Linked DNA regions of Rattus norvegicus: region 1 is linked to region 2. A link is a contact called in public Hi-C data. All regions are on one chromosome and are shown on one strand. The core of a region is the stretch at or near the end of the contact, and the rest is flanking DNA. Distances in the headings are between cores, read along the strand shown. Region 1 has its middle 25 kb from the start of Mir146a. Region 2 overlaps LOC134480667 (glyceraldehyde-3-phosphate dehydrogenase-like).

The links. A called contact is a pair of places that touch in the nucleus more often than the background predicts.
Region 1: a contact with region 2 is called in a Hi-C map of the A7r5 cell line, with 2.5 times the contacts expected there. The contact joins two enhancer-like sites. A contact is called at or near these places in 2 of 12 Hi-C or Micro-C datasets (the A7r5 cell line and Schwann cells).

The regions. Positions count from the first base shown.
Region 1 is chr10:28,322,178-28,328,487 of GRCr8, reverse strand. No RefSeq gene overlaps it. Among named protein-coding and RNA genes, the nearest start is that of Mir146a, 25 kb to the left of the region's middle. Within about 2 kb of position 1,582, at least 9 of the 93 cell types and tissues checked have an H3K27ac peak or open chromatin away from gene starts, as enhancers often do. A contact at or near this core is called in the A7r5 cell line, where this site is marked.
Region 2 is chr10:26,310,506-26,316,571 of GRCr8, reverse strand. All of the region lies in intron 1 of LOC134480667 (glyceraldehyde-3-phosphate dehydrogenase-like), which reads left to right. Among named protein-coding and RNA genes, the nearest start is that of Ccng1, 630 kb to the right of the region's middle. Within about 2 kb of position 1,616, at least 6 of the 93 cell types and tissues checked have an H3K27ac peak or open chromatin away from gene starts, as enhancers often do. A contact at or near this core is called in the A7r5 cell line, where this site is marked.

The sequences.
Region 1 (6,310 bases), core at 333-2,832, 2.0 Mb before region 2:
CTCTGATCACACCATGGCTTCCCAACGTGATAATATACATGCCTATACTCATAGAAACCCACCCTGTTACAGCTTACAAATGAAGAACCCTGTCTATTGTCTTATGTGGCCCGAGATGCTCTAGCTATCACCCAGGAGCTCATGTCTTCTAATATTCTGGTCTAAGGGACGAATTCCTTTAGCGTGCGTGGCTCAGCCTGCTTCAGGAAGGCACAGTCTTCCCAGGTACTTGAAGGAGATAGAGTAGATATGAATATATGGCCAGAGGCAATACTAGATTCGGGGTCTGGGAAAAGGGAGACAGAAAGCATGGGACCCAAGCAGTTCTGGGTGCTTTGAGGAGGGCTTGGGCTGCTGGGTGTGGGCTGTGTGTCTCTGCTCCTTCAAGACTGGCTCCTGACCTTCATCTACTGTAGAGAACTGTGGAGCTCCTGAGCTCAAGAAGAGACTAAAAGAGGAAGTGTGAAATAGGCAGCAGGCATTGCAGATCAGGAACAGGGACTGAGGGTGGGCATCAGAGACTATGTTGCCATGGTAACACTGGGGCTAGGGTAGTGACAAACAAACTGTGTCTTTATGAGCTTTTCTTGGGGCTTCTTGTTACACTCCTTTCTGAGTTAGGGGTCAATCCCGGAGCCTACTTTTCACTATGCGATTAAAAACTTCCAGGAGTGAGAGTCTCCTCTGTCACTTGCTCATGGGGACCTCTAGATCCTCATTGAATGGCCTTCAGTAAAAACTCCAACATTGGAGCATACAGGTACAGGTCCAGGACAGCTGAACATTGATTGATTCAAGCATTTGTGGATGGGTGGCCACCTCTAGACACCGGTGTCAAATATCCATGTTGTGTCTCATGGGTGTGACTGCATGATCAAGAACCAGCTGCTTTTCTGAGTTACAGGATCCTTTTCCGACCAACACTGAACACTGAGCAAGCGTTCAGTCCACGTTATTACGGATTTTCTTGTCTTGGTATTGCAACACACTTCCAAAGTTTGAGTGAAGAGAGTTGGATGGATTTCACCAACTCTTCTCGACAGCTCCGGAAGCAGAAGCAAGGAGGCTAATGAGCCTGGATGAAGAAATATCTTTCCTGGATCTGAGGCAACAAGGTAGCCCAAGCAGCCGGTTATTTATGAGTACACTGTTGCTCTCTTCAGACGTGCCAGAAGAGGGCATCAGATTCCGTTGGTTGTGAGTCACCATTCCGTTCTTGGAAGAGCAGTTAATGATTTTAACCACTGAGCCGTCTCTCCAGCACCCCATTTTTCAACTTTCTTTTATCACATCTTTGGACTTGGTTTTCGGGGGACTTTCCAAAACTTGGGTGGAAGGCGTAACTGAGAGTGGGGAGGGCTGTACGAGTAGTGGGAAAGGCTCCACAAGAAGGAGCATGTAAAGGAAGGGTAAGATGTGTGAGTTTCCCACATGCATTCGGCTTCTGCTTCCTTCATCCAATGAGGCAGCTGAGTCTTGACTCCCACCCTAGTGTCACAGAACAAGTTGGCACCCCGGGATGAGTCCTGCTTCTTTCTTTCTTTTCTCTCTCAGCCTCTGCTCACCAGTAGTCAGAGCTCCTGAGCCCTGTTATTTCTTTTTTAAGCTGTCACTATGGTAACCTGTATCCTGCTCCATTTCAACCAGAGATACAAAGAAGCAGCAAAAGAGAAAGTTTAATAAGATTTTTCAAAAAGGAATCTCATTGACAGGATCCGTCTTTTTGGGGATAGAAATGTTCTATTTTAGTGGTGTTATCAAATGCCAATCATTTAATGTCCTGTGGCTTCCAGAGGGTCAAAGTCATCGCTTGCTTTCCAGGGCTGTGGATGTCATACCTTCTTTTCCAGAATAGGTTGAAGGCTCTTACTTGATATGCAGGTTTCTTGTTTCTGTTTTGTTTATAGACAGGGTCTCATGTAATCCAGGCTGACCCTAAACTTGCCTGTAGCTGAGGCTGACCTGCTTTTATCTCTCAAGTGTTGGGGTCACAGGTTTTCTGGGTGCTGCCGCACCGGCCCCTGTTTATGCTTCTTGGAGGAAGCAGTTGCGGTGGGTCTCACTTTAGGGAGCATTCCAGGTTTTTTCCACCTCACTCTCCTCAGCATACAAATCCTTACCTCATAACAGAATGAGAAAAAAAAATAGCTGTGGTATCCTTGAAGGTCACTTACTCCACAGCGCCACCCTTGCATTTGTGTGTCCAGAGACTCTCTCCAAGCACCTACGCCCAGAGATTGCCTCTGGATCTTCCTCAGGAGGGCGTGGCCTCAGGAGGGCGTGGTCTCTCTGGTCTTCGGGGTTTCCATGATTCACTCGGAGCTGGGAATTCGTCTTGTTCATGCTGGTTAGTTTCGTCAGCTTAACAGTAACTAGAGTCTCTTGGGAAGGGAGCACTCCAATTGAGCACTTTTCTCTATCATACTATTCCGTGAACATGACCGTGTGGCATTTTTAGTGATATAGAGAGAGCCAAGCTTGCTGTGGGTGGTGCTATCCCTAGGCAGGTATAAGAAGGGTAGATGAGGTTGCAGCGTTCCTCCCTGGCCTCTGCCTGAGTTCCTATCTGTATGTTGTTGTTGGTGGTTGTTTTTTGTTTGTTTTTTTTTTGTTTGTTTGTTTCTTTTTTTACTTCTCCCCGTGACAGTGTAAGGCAGATAAGCTCTTTCCTTCCCAAGTTCCTTTTGGTCATTGTTTTATCATAGCAACAGAATGAAAACTAGCACATGGCCTCTCTGGCAGGCACAGGGATGAGCCCATGGCCCAAGGGACACTGATGTAGGCAGTTCTGGACTTCGGTCTGGCAGGACTGTGAGGCTTCTGCAGTTTTTCTGCAGTGAGGATGAAATTCTAGAGATGCCGGAGACCCCTAGAGAAGGAAGTTGCTCACATGTGAAGCTGTTTCCATGGTTTGATATCCTGGGCTAGGTGGGTCCTAAACTGACTTTGTAGTCAGTCTCTCTTTGTAAGCCAGAAATTGGGGCTTCTGACAATGTCTCGTGCTCCAAGGTTCCTTCTAAATGGAAGCAGGGACAGGGGAAGCCGATAGCAGTGAGGTGCCCCACTAAACCACAAAGCGAGGTGGCACTGAAGGTCGGGCTGTCTAGGGGCTGGCAGCCTCTCAGTTTGCTTGCCATTAGGTTTTAGGTCTCAGGCAGTAAGGATGAGCCTGTGTTTGCTGCCCATTACAATGTGTGATTACAGAAAAGACTGCTGCCCAGCTCCCCAGTCCTGGGAGCAATTGGGGTGGTACTCAAAGAGGTTTCTACTCCCTGAAGTTTTTGTGACCTTTATGGGTTAGACGAACCTAGATATGGGAAACAGGGGAAATCCTTACTACAGTTCTGAGTCATAGATCCATGAAAACCAGAGACACAGTTTGCCTGGTTCATCCTCGGAAGCCTGTCTGTAATTCTGTAAACAAAGGCAAGTCAGTCAGTCATAAACCCAATGCTTAAGATTTCATTAATTTTATTGAGCACTATTAAATAGGGCCTCCTATGTGGTAATCAATTCTTTGGGACACAGATTTGAGAACCGGCAAGGTGGCCTCTGTGTTCATTCTCTGAGGACTTCATGGTGACCTTGAAAATAACCAGAGAAACACCGAATTAAGGACTGTGCGAGAAAGTCTTGCTCTGGATGCTATGAAAATATAAGATGCAGGTCCCTTTCACCTGCAGAGAGCGGAGACAGGTTCTGGAGCCAACTTCAGTCAAGTGAGGGCAGGATGTGTGTGGGTGTGGGGGTAGGGATAGGGGATGGGGGGTGGAGGCTGGAGGCTGGAGGCCAATGGGTGCAAAGATAGGGAGGGAGGCAAGGCTCTGAGCATTTCTGTTGGTGTTAGTTGGAATTCACTAAGACACTGCCCTCATCTGCCCTTTTTAACTTGTCCCAGCCTCCCTTGCACAACTTCCCGTATTACCCTCATTCCACCGTCCTTAAGTCAGATAGATACTTGTTATTTTTCAAACTAGAATCTTTGGTACTCAGCTTCAGCTGTCTTCTCAGCTAAAGTCTGATAACTATATTTTTGTGGGTAAGGTCGGGCTATCCGATCGTGGTTTTGTTGTTGTTGCTGCTGTTTTATTTTAAATCGCAGCGAGGTTTGTTTTTATAAACAAAGAGATAGTGGGCCGTGCAAGGTCTTTCTGCCTAATGAGTGACAGAGAGTAGCTGCAGTACAGTTCCCCGCCACTAGAGGGCAGGAGCACCAAAGCAAAGTACTAAAGTAATCCGCAAAAGAAGCTGGCAGGTAGCAAGACAACAGGGTTTGTGATGGGCACAGTTCAAGTTCTGAATCTCAGCTCTCTGTGTCTCATCTTGGATGCACTGCGTACCTACTTGCTCTGATGATTTCATGCACCAAAGTGCCGTGGCTACAGATGTTAGGCCCCGAAAAGAAATTTCTTAGGACTTTTGATGTAGGATCCTACTGCCTATGAAACAAAGTAGAGGCATCTTGTATAAGAATTAACCTTTCACAGTTCTTAAAGAGGTTCTTGGGCACTGTAAGATTTCAGCCTCGGCTTCCAACACAGTGTGTGACCTTTTGTAAGAAGCCTAACCCACGATCTTTCCCTGGGCCTAAATGACTTCTTAAAGGTGGAGATGACGGGGAAGTCCTTTCTGATTCAGAGGCAAAGGTCAAAGATGGCAGACGTGGTGGTTTCCATTGAACCTCCCCATACGACTTTTAAATCCGCTCCCTCAAACCCACACTGTTTTCTCGACTCTGGAATCTCCACACTTCTACAGGTGGCTGCACTTTACACACAAGAACAAAAACCTGGGGTGGAAGCTTGGTAAGAGGTGAGAGGGGCACTCTTGGCTTTTACCGCTCGCGCTGTTCCTGTCTGCACCCTTTGGTGGTAGTGAGCTCTGAGAGCGGATGTTAGTGCGCATCTGTGACCGTTGAAGCTGTCTTGAAATCCACGTCGACTCCTTCCTTATCCTGAAATCCACGTCGACTCCTTTCTTATCCTAAGCCAGAATTTACTGACCCGGCCCTGGCTAGCTGCCTGGAATGGTGTAGATATAAAAGTACTCTGGGAGTAAGGCATGTCTAGACCAGGGGTCTCAACCTTCCTGATGCTGTGTCCCTTTAGTACAGTTCCTCATGTGGTAATGTCAGCTATACAATTATTTTGTGGCTACCTCATGACTGTAATTTTGCTACTGTTATGAATTGTAATGTAAATATTTGGTATGCAGGATATCTGGTATCAATCCCTATGAACGGCTAACTTGACCCACAGTTTGAGAACTGCTGGTCTAGAAGATTTTTTTTTCTACCTTGTTGTAGATTATATTTGTTTCTATGCAATGATAGGTGGTAGGGCTTTTGCTTAAACCTATGAATTTTTTTTCCTTAAAAGATATTCCGATGAACCTGGGAGCCCAAGGAGGACCTGTGAGAAGACTCTTTGCACTTCCTGCTGCCCCACATGGGGACAAGATGGAGGATTGGCTCTCTTTCTGTATTCTCATCCATGAGACACCGAGAAGTTAAAAAATCAAAGCAAGTGATGCAAAACAAAAACAACTTATATAAAGCCTTTAATCCCAGCTTTCAGGAGGCAGAGGCAGGCAGATCTCTGTGAGTTTGAGGCTAGTCTACTCTACATAGTGAGTTCCAGGACAGCCAGAGAGCTACTTAGCGAAACGGTGTCTCAAACAAAGAAACAAAAAATAAAAAAACAAAAAACAAAAAACAAAACAAAACAAAACAAAAAAACCAAGAAAAACAATCAACTAACCAACCAACTAACCAGACAAAACAAAAATAAAACAAACAAAACTCCCAAGCTTGGGTAAAACTTTCTCTTTCAAGCAGCCTCAGTGTCTCAGACTCCCTGCTCCTTAACGCAGATGGAGGTTTGGCAATAGGGAGTTGAGTCTTTGCCTAGCCTATGCTTGCTGCTGTCCAGCTCTGAGGGATCGTTCTTCACGTTTCTCAGCTGCCTGATTGACAGTGTCTGCTCTCTGTTCTGTTGCCATTTTCACTTAGCAGGACATTGTAAATAAAGACCTTTAGTCTCAACTCACAGAGAGTAACACCATTGCCCTCTTTAAAAATTACTTCCATCAAAGTAAATCCTTATTGTTGAAAACATCATGCACATTAGAAACAGGCACATCAGGCCTTGAGCTGGACCTGACCTGAATGCCCTGCCCTGAGGACTAGCTTTTGTAAGGCTCGAAGTGAGTCTTAACTACTGGGAGAGCCCCCACCCCCCAAGTGAGACACGGGAACGGAGTTCGACACAAACGCAAGAGGTTTATTTTTATGGCGCGTCAGGGTCGACCC
Region 2 (6,066 bases), core at 367-2,866:
GAAAATGTAAGTTTACTTATACAATTATACGGCCACATTTATGCATATTTTCCTTTTTGCTTCTTGAGCATTTCGATCTTTGTTTCATGGTGCTAGGGATTCAACCAAGGGCATTGCACATGATGAACAAGTACTCTGCCTCTCAGCTATCTGTATCTTGGACCTTAGGAAGTCTTGGACACTATAGAAGATAGGCTAAAGGAAATAAATGCCAAAAATTAGTATTTCCAGGCAACCCCTCTAAAATGACCCTCTGTAGTTTTGTATGAAGTAGAACAATTACCCCCCCCCAAAAGGAGTAAATACTTGAAATGGCCCATTAAGTAACATACATCTTAATATATGATTGCCTAAAATACCTCACAGGACATTCTTGGCCACTGCATTCTTTCTTAGTGACATCTGTAGTGATAAATTTTAGTCACATGAATAAATTTCCAAAGCTCAACAGGAAATTTAGAAGAACAAAATTATCTGGTTATGATTTGAAAATTAAGTTATGCATAATATTTGGGGACTTACAGTTGGGGGATTGATATTATATTAATACATATTTTTACTAAGGATGTGTGTTTTAGAAAGTACATGAGTAGCTCAACCATTAGGAATAAATAAGATTTCAATCACAGTCATTTGCTATAGATTAGAGGATAATATGATTGCTTAAAGTCTGATCAAATATCTTCTGCATTTTGTGTCAGAAGGAAAACTGACTTATATGCAGCCTCCCATTAATCACAGCCTTATTTTATATCTATTTCATAATAAAATTAAGATATTTTCTAAGTCTTTTACAAAATATTTAACTATCTTAATGTGTTCTATAAAAAAGTAATGATATCTTGGGTATATACCATGTACATTAAAAGAAGTTAATATTATAGATATTGTTAAGTTACATTAAGATATTCTAAAGAGTGGAAGACTCTGTACCTACAATATGGTTTAGTTCTTACTAGTGCAAAATACTTGATCTTAGCAGATAGTTCCTTTATTCATAGTGATTTGAGGCCCTTAGTTCCATTCTGCTTTCCTAAAATGTTGACAATGTCAGTACTCTGAAAGACGAAGAACTGTGGAACACGGGAGATAGCTCAGTAGTTAGAAGTATGTACCCCCTTGCAGAATTCCAGTTTGGTTCTCAAAACCCGTATCAGTCAGCTCCTAACCATCTGTAAGCCTCGCCCCAAGAGACCTGATGCTCTGGCTCTGATGGCACTAGGATTTATGTGAACACACCCATACACAAGATCAGAATTAAAAATAATAAGCACCTTTTATATGTAAAAAAGACAAAGAAATAAGAGAACATTCCCAAATTTTGAAGGCCACAACCCAGAATAAGGAAATAGAAAATCTACTCACATTGAAAAAACAACATAGACCCCATTTGTCTCCATTTAAGGGCCAGATCTAATCTTGAAAAGAAGGCCATAGGTATCAGCTCCAGGAACAGACCATAAGTCCCACGAGCTAGGCCCTAAGATACCAGCTTCAGGAACAGATCACAAAATCCAAAAACATGGTCATAAAACCCCTTCCCAAAGAACGGCCTGGAGATAACCACAAAAATGGGAAATATTTATCTCAGAATAGGCCATCTGTGCAGGGCAACCCGATTTCCTCCTATGGCTAAGTGTTCATGACATAGGAATGCAAATCACTGACCGCCTGTGACCTCCTGGGGCCCACAAATGAAATTTTAGATTACCTAAATTTAGAGTTCCCACTTCCCTGTAAGAAGGCCTGTCCAACTTTGTCTGGTGTCACCTTTTTGTAGAATGGTTGACTCCCAGATGTTGAATGTTTGTGCAGAATAAACATTCTTTGTCTTTGCATACTATTTGATTTTGAGGTTTGACTTCAGCAATTTTCGGACCATTACAACCTTTCGTAAAGGAAAGCTAGGAACACAGCGTGTATAAACTGAAAGGACTATGCACCTCTGTTTCTACAAAAAAGCTGAGAGGAGCTTGATGACAACTCTGCAGAGTCCATAACTGTTCAAAATGATTATGAACAAAATGTTCCTTGCTGAACTATCTTGCCTGTCCCTTATTGTTTTGTTGGCCCTGAAGCAATATGTCGTATTAGTGTACAACAGTTACTTAACAAGCACTTCATCATGTAAGACATAAATGTGTCTTTTGTTATACAATTTATTTTCTTTATAATTGCATGCTTCCCCCCACCCTGAAAACAGTAAGGTATAGTCAATATAGCTGCATGCCACAACAACCATCAATGACTTGTTTTGAGTCACTCAAATTATAAACAGTGGTGCACAATACAAACTAAGTCTGCTTGTGGTTTTATATTTCAAAACAAAGAGAGAATAGCAATTGGAAAACCAGTATTCAGTGTCCTGCAGAGACATTCTATAACATTATTAGACTCTGTTGAGTTGTGTATTACAAATTCTTAGTCGAGGGTAGCTCAGAACCTTTCAGCTCCTTTTTATCAAGGCAGCTCTAATATGCATCAAGAAAGGAAACCCTGTGGGTCTTTTCCTCCGTGTTGATTCTGTGTTTATCTAAATATCAAATGGAATAGCAGAAACCAGTACGGGGGAAAAAAGGATGAAGAAAAAAAGTATATAGTCTGAGAGAAGGCAACAACAAGAATTCTTGGCTTGATTTTCATTTCTTCATGTGTGATTCTTCTTCGTAGGGCTTTAAAATAAGTTCGAAGTGGTATCTAACAGATGCATGTTAATAGGGAGGACCGTGAGAGACATGTTTTCTGTTAGTCCCCGAAAGACTGACACCCATGATGTCAAGTCACAGTGTGGAAAGGTACACAGGATTCCAAAGTCCAGGAAGTGGTAGCAATCTGTTCACATCCTTTTGTGTTTGTAATGAAGCCATTTCCCATGTGCCTATCAAGATCATCATTAGTCATCATGAAGCCAAGTTACAAACTACTTTGACTCACGGTCAGGAGACGAATAAGCAGGACCCAATGACAGTAAAGTCTATGGAATTGATAGTGAGGCTGTTTATCGTCTCCTGCAGAAGGAGAAGTGTCACCAGACCATCACCTGAGAGTTCCAGCTGCACACCATCTTGCTCTCATTGCACATCATCTTTGGAAGCACTAGAGCACACAGAAGGTAGCAGGCCATCTGTGATTTAGACGCTAGTGGTGCAACTTTCATGAGTCATCACCCAGGCTGGGATGAGACTTTTCAGTGATGTCATTCCCTTGGAATTATCAATGCAATCCCATTTCCATGCAGTAGACTCATTGCACTACTGTTGTGCTGCTTTATCATTAAATGAAGCAGTATGCTAAAAAGGGAATGGATGAGAGGTCATAATTCAAACACTCTGTTACTTAACAAGTAAAATATAAATAATGCTCTGACAAGAAGTTTCTCAAAATTGAGCTTGTTACTTTTGGGAGTGTTGCTATTTTTTTGCTGTTTGTTTATTGAATTAATTCACTAGAGATCCTGTCCCCATGAAAGTACATATGTAAAAGTACACATTCCTTCATTTTAACCCTAGCAACTAAGTTGTTCCATTTTTAGAAACATTGACACTAATGACTGCATATTAAGCATTGACTTTGAATCTAGTTCAAAATCACAGATGGATGCCAGAGTCTGTTTTTGTATCTTGCTTCTTCGCTAGGTCAGTGGAGAGAGTTAATTTCTGGAACAATTACTGCATTTCCACTCCCTCAAAGAACTTATATTTCATGGAATCCAGGAAGATTTAGATTCATTCTATCTTTTGTGTATTGATTCTCAATTAAATTTAATCTAAGATTAGTATGAATATAGAAGCACCTTCAGAGAAATGTTTTCTTATTACTCTAGGGCACAAGTAAGTGGCCCCTTGACTTTTCAGACTTATGACCTTTCAACATAGAAATTAATTCACACGAGGGTATTAGGAAGATCTATTTCAAAATCAGTAGGACTGAGAATCAGTTCTCACCAAAGTACAACTACTGAGGGCATTTACAAATAATTAAATATCCAGACGTTTCCAGGAATAAGAAGAAAGCTTTGAAATTTGTTATTTTTTTTAATGATCACAGTCAAATAAAACTGGTGGCAGTAAATACAGGTGTGGTGAAAACACTGAATTGAAGCACATTATGGGTGGAAAAAATGTATACTGGGAATCAAACATCCAAGGATATCTCTGGGTTGGATGGCTCAGGGCAGAGATCAGCAAAGTAGCAGAAAAATCAACAGATTTTATTTGAAAGCAAAGTGAGACCTTTGAGCTGATAGGTGCTCTTGGGGTTGAACTTGATGCCTTGCCCAAGATAATTGGCCAGAGACCCCAATTTGTGGTGTATAACCAAAAGAAACAACATCAAACTTCATGAAAACTTCCATGGATGAGAAAATTGAGGTTGCAAGATGTTAACACAGTCTTCGGATCATCAAAATCAGTGATAAAAGCCCAGGTTTCCAGGATTCATGCACATATGATGAGGGAATAGCTCTCTCTCTCTCTCTCTCTCTCTCTCTCTCTCTCTCTCTCTCTGTTAATTTTCATTCCTCATTATCATTCATGGAGCATATTTCTGAGACATTTTCTGAGGGCAGCAGAGTGAAACTAACTGGTATATCTAAGACCCAATTTAAAAAATTATCCTAAACAATGGCTGGGAAGGGAATAATGAAGAAAACCAAGACTGCTGCTCTTGAGAAGCACTGAATGAAAGGAAACTCATGAGTGAACAATTACAACAGCTTGTGTTGAGAACTGCTCTGGGGGTATTAATTGCCAGTGTGTTTTAAGAGCAAGAGAAAGATATGAAGTATTATTAAGAGAATGTGAGATTTCCCAGGGAGAAAAAAATCTTAAACTGAGAATTAAAAGGAGAATTAAATATTGCAGACTAAGAACATATTTTTTAAAAAAGAATCCAAGTCAGATATATGAAGAAAACAGTTTTCAGTAGACAGCAAGCTTGCAAGCCTACTGCTTTGCAACATTTCTTTAACACATCTCTTTGAACTGAGTAGATCAGTCATTTAATCCCTAAATCTATCCCATTTTTTCAAGTAAATACATATTATGCACTTTATTTATACAGTTTATTTATTATACAAGGCATAATTGGATGTGAGTCTGTGTTCATGCTTAGACAGAAGTAAAGAATAAGAACTTATTAGGGAGAAATAGAAAATTAACTCACAATAGTTATGAGTTTCAAAACCATTTATCTACAGGGAGAAAGATACAAAACTAATTTCTATATAATAAAATAAGGGCTAATGTTATGCTATAAAAAAAAAAACAAAGTTGCTTTGCAATTAGGGTATCTTTGAGAAAACAATCTAGAGGCTTTTGTATCTGGCCACTATCAAAGGACTAGGGAAGTGAGAGTGAATTAAATGTAGTAGGAAGAGTTCACAGTTTTATGAGGCCCCATTTGTCAATTCTTGATCTCAGAGCATAGCCATTCATGTTATGTTCAGGAAATTTTCCCCTGTGCCCATGTGTTCAAGACTCTTCCCCACTTTTTCTTCTATTAGTTTGAGTGTATCTGGTTTGATGTGGAGGTCCTTGATCCACTTGGACTTAATCTTTGTAAAGGGGGATACGAATGGGTCGATTTGTATTGTTCTACATGCTGACCTTTCAGTTGAACCAGCACCACTTGTTGAAAACGCTATCTTTTTACCACTGGATGGTTTTAGCTCTTTTGTCAAAGATCAAGTGACCATAGGTTTGTGGGTTCATTTCTGCGTCTTCAATTATATTCCACTGATCTATCTGCCTGTCTCTGTACCAATACCATACAGTTTTAATCATGAATGCTCTGTAATACAGCTTGAGATCAGGAATGGTAATTCCCCAGTAGTTCTTTTATTGTTGAGTATAGTTTTTGATACCCTAGGTTTCTTGTTATTCCAAATGAATTTGCAAATTTGTTGGGTACCAATGGAGGGGAAGCCCTTGGTCCTGTTAAGACTGGAAACACCCGCCCACCCAGTGTAGGGGAATGTCAAGGCAGGCATGTGGGAATGGGAGGGGTGGGGGAACACCCTCATAGAAGAAGGGGATGGGGATGGGATATGGGGCTTATGGACTGGAA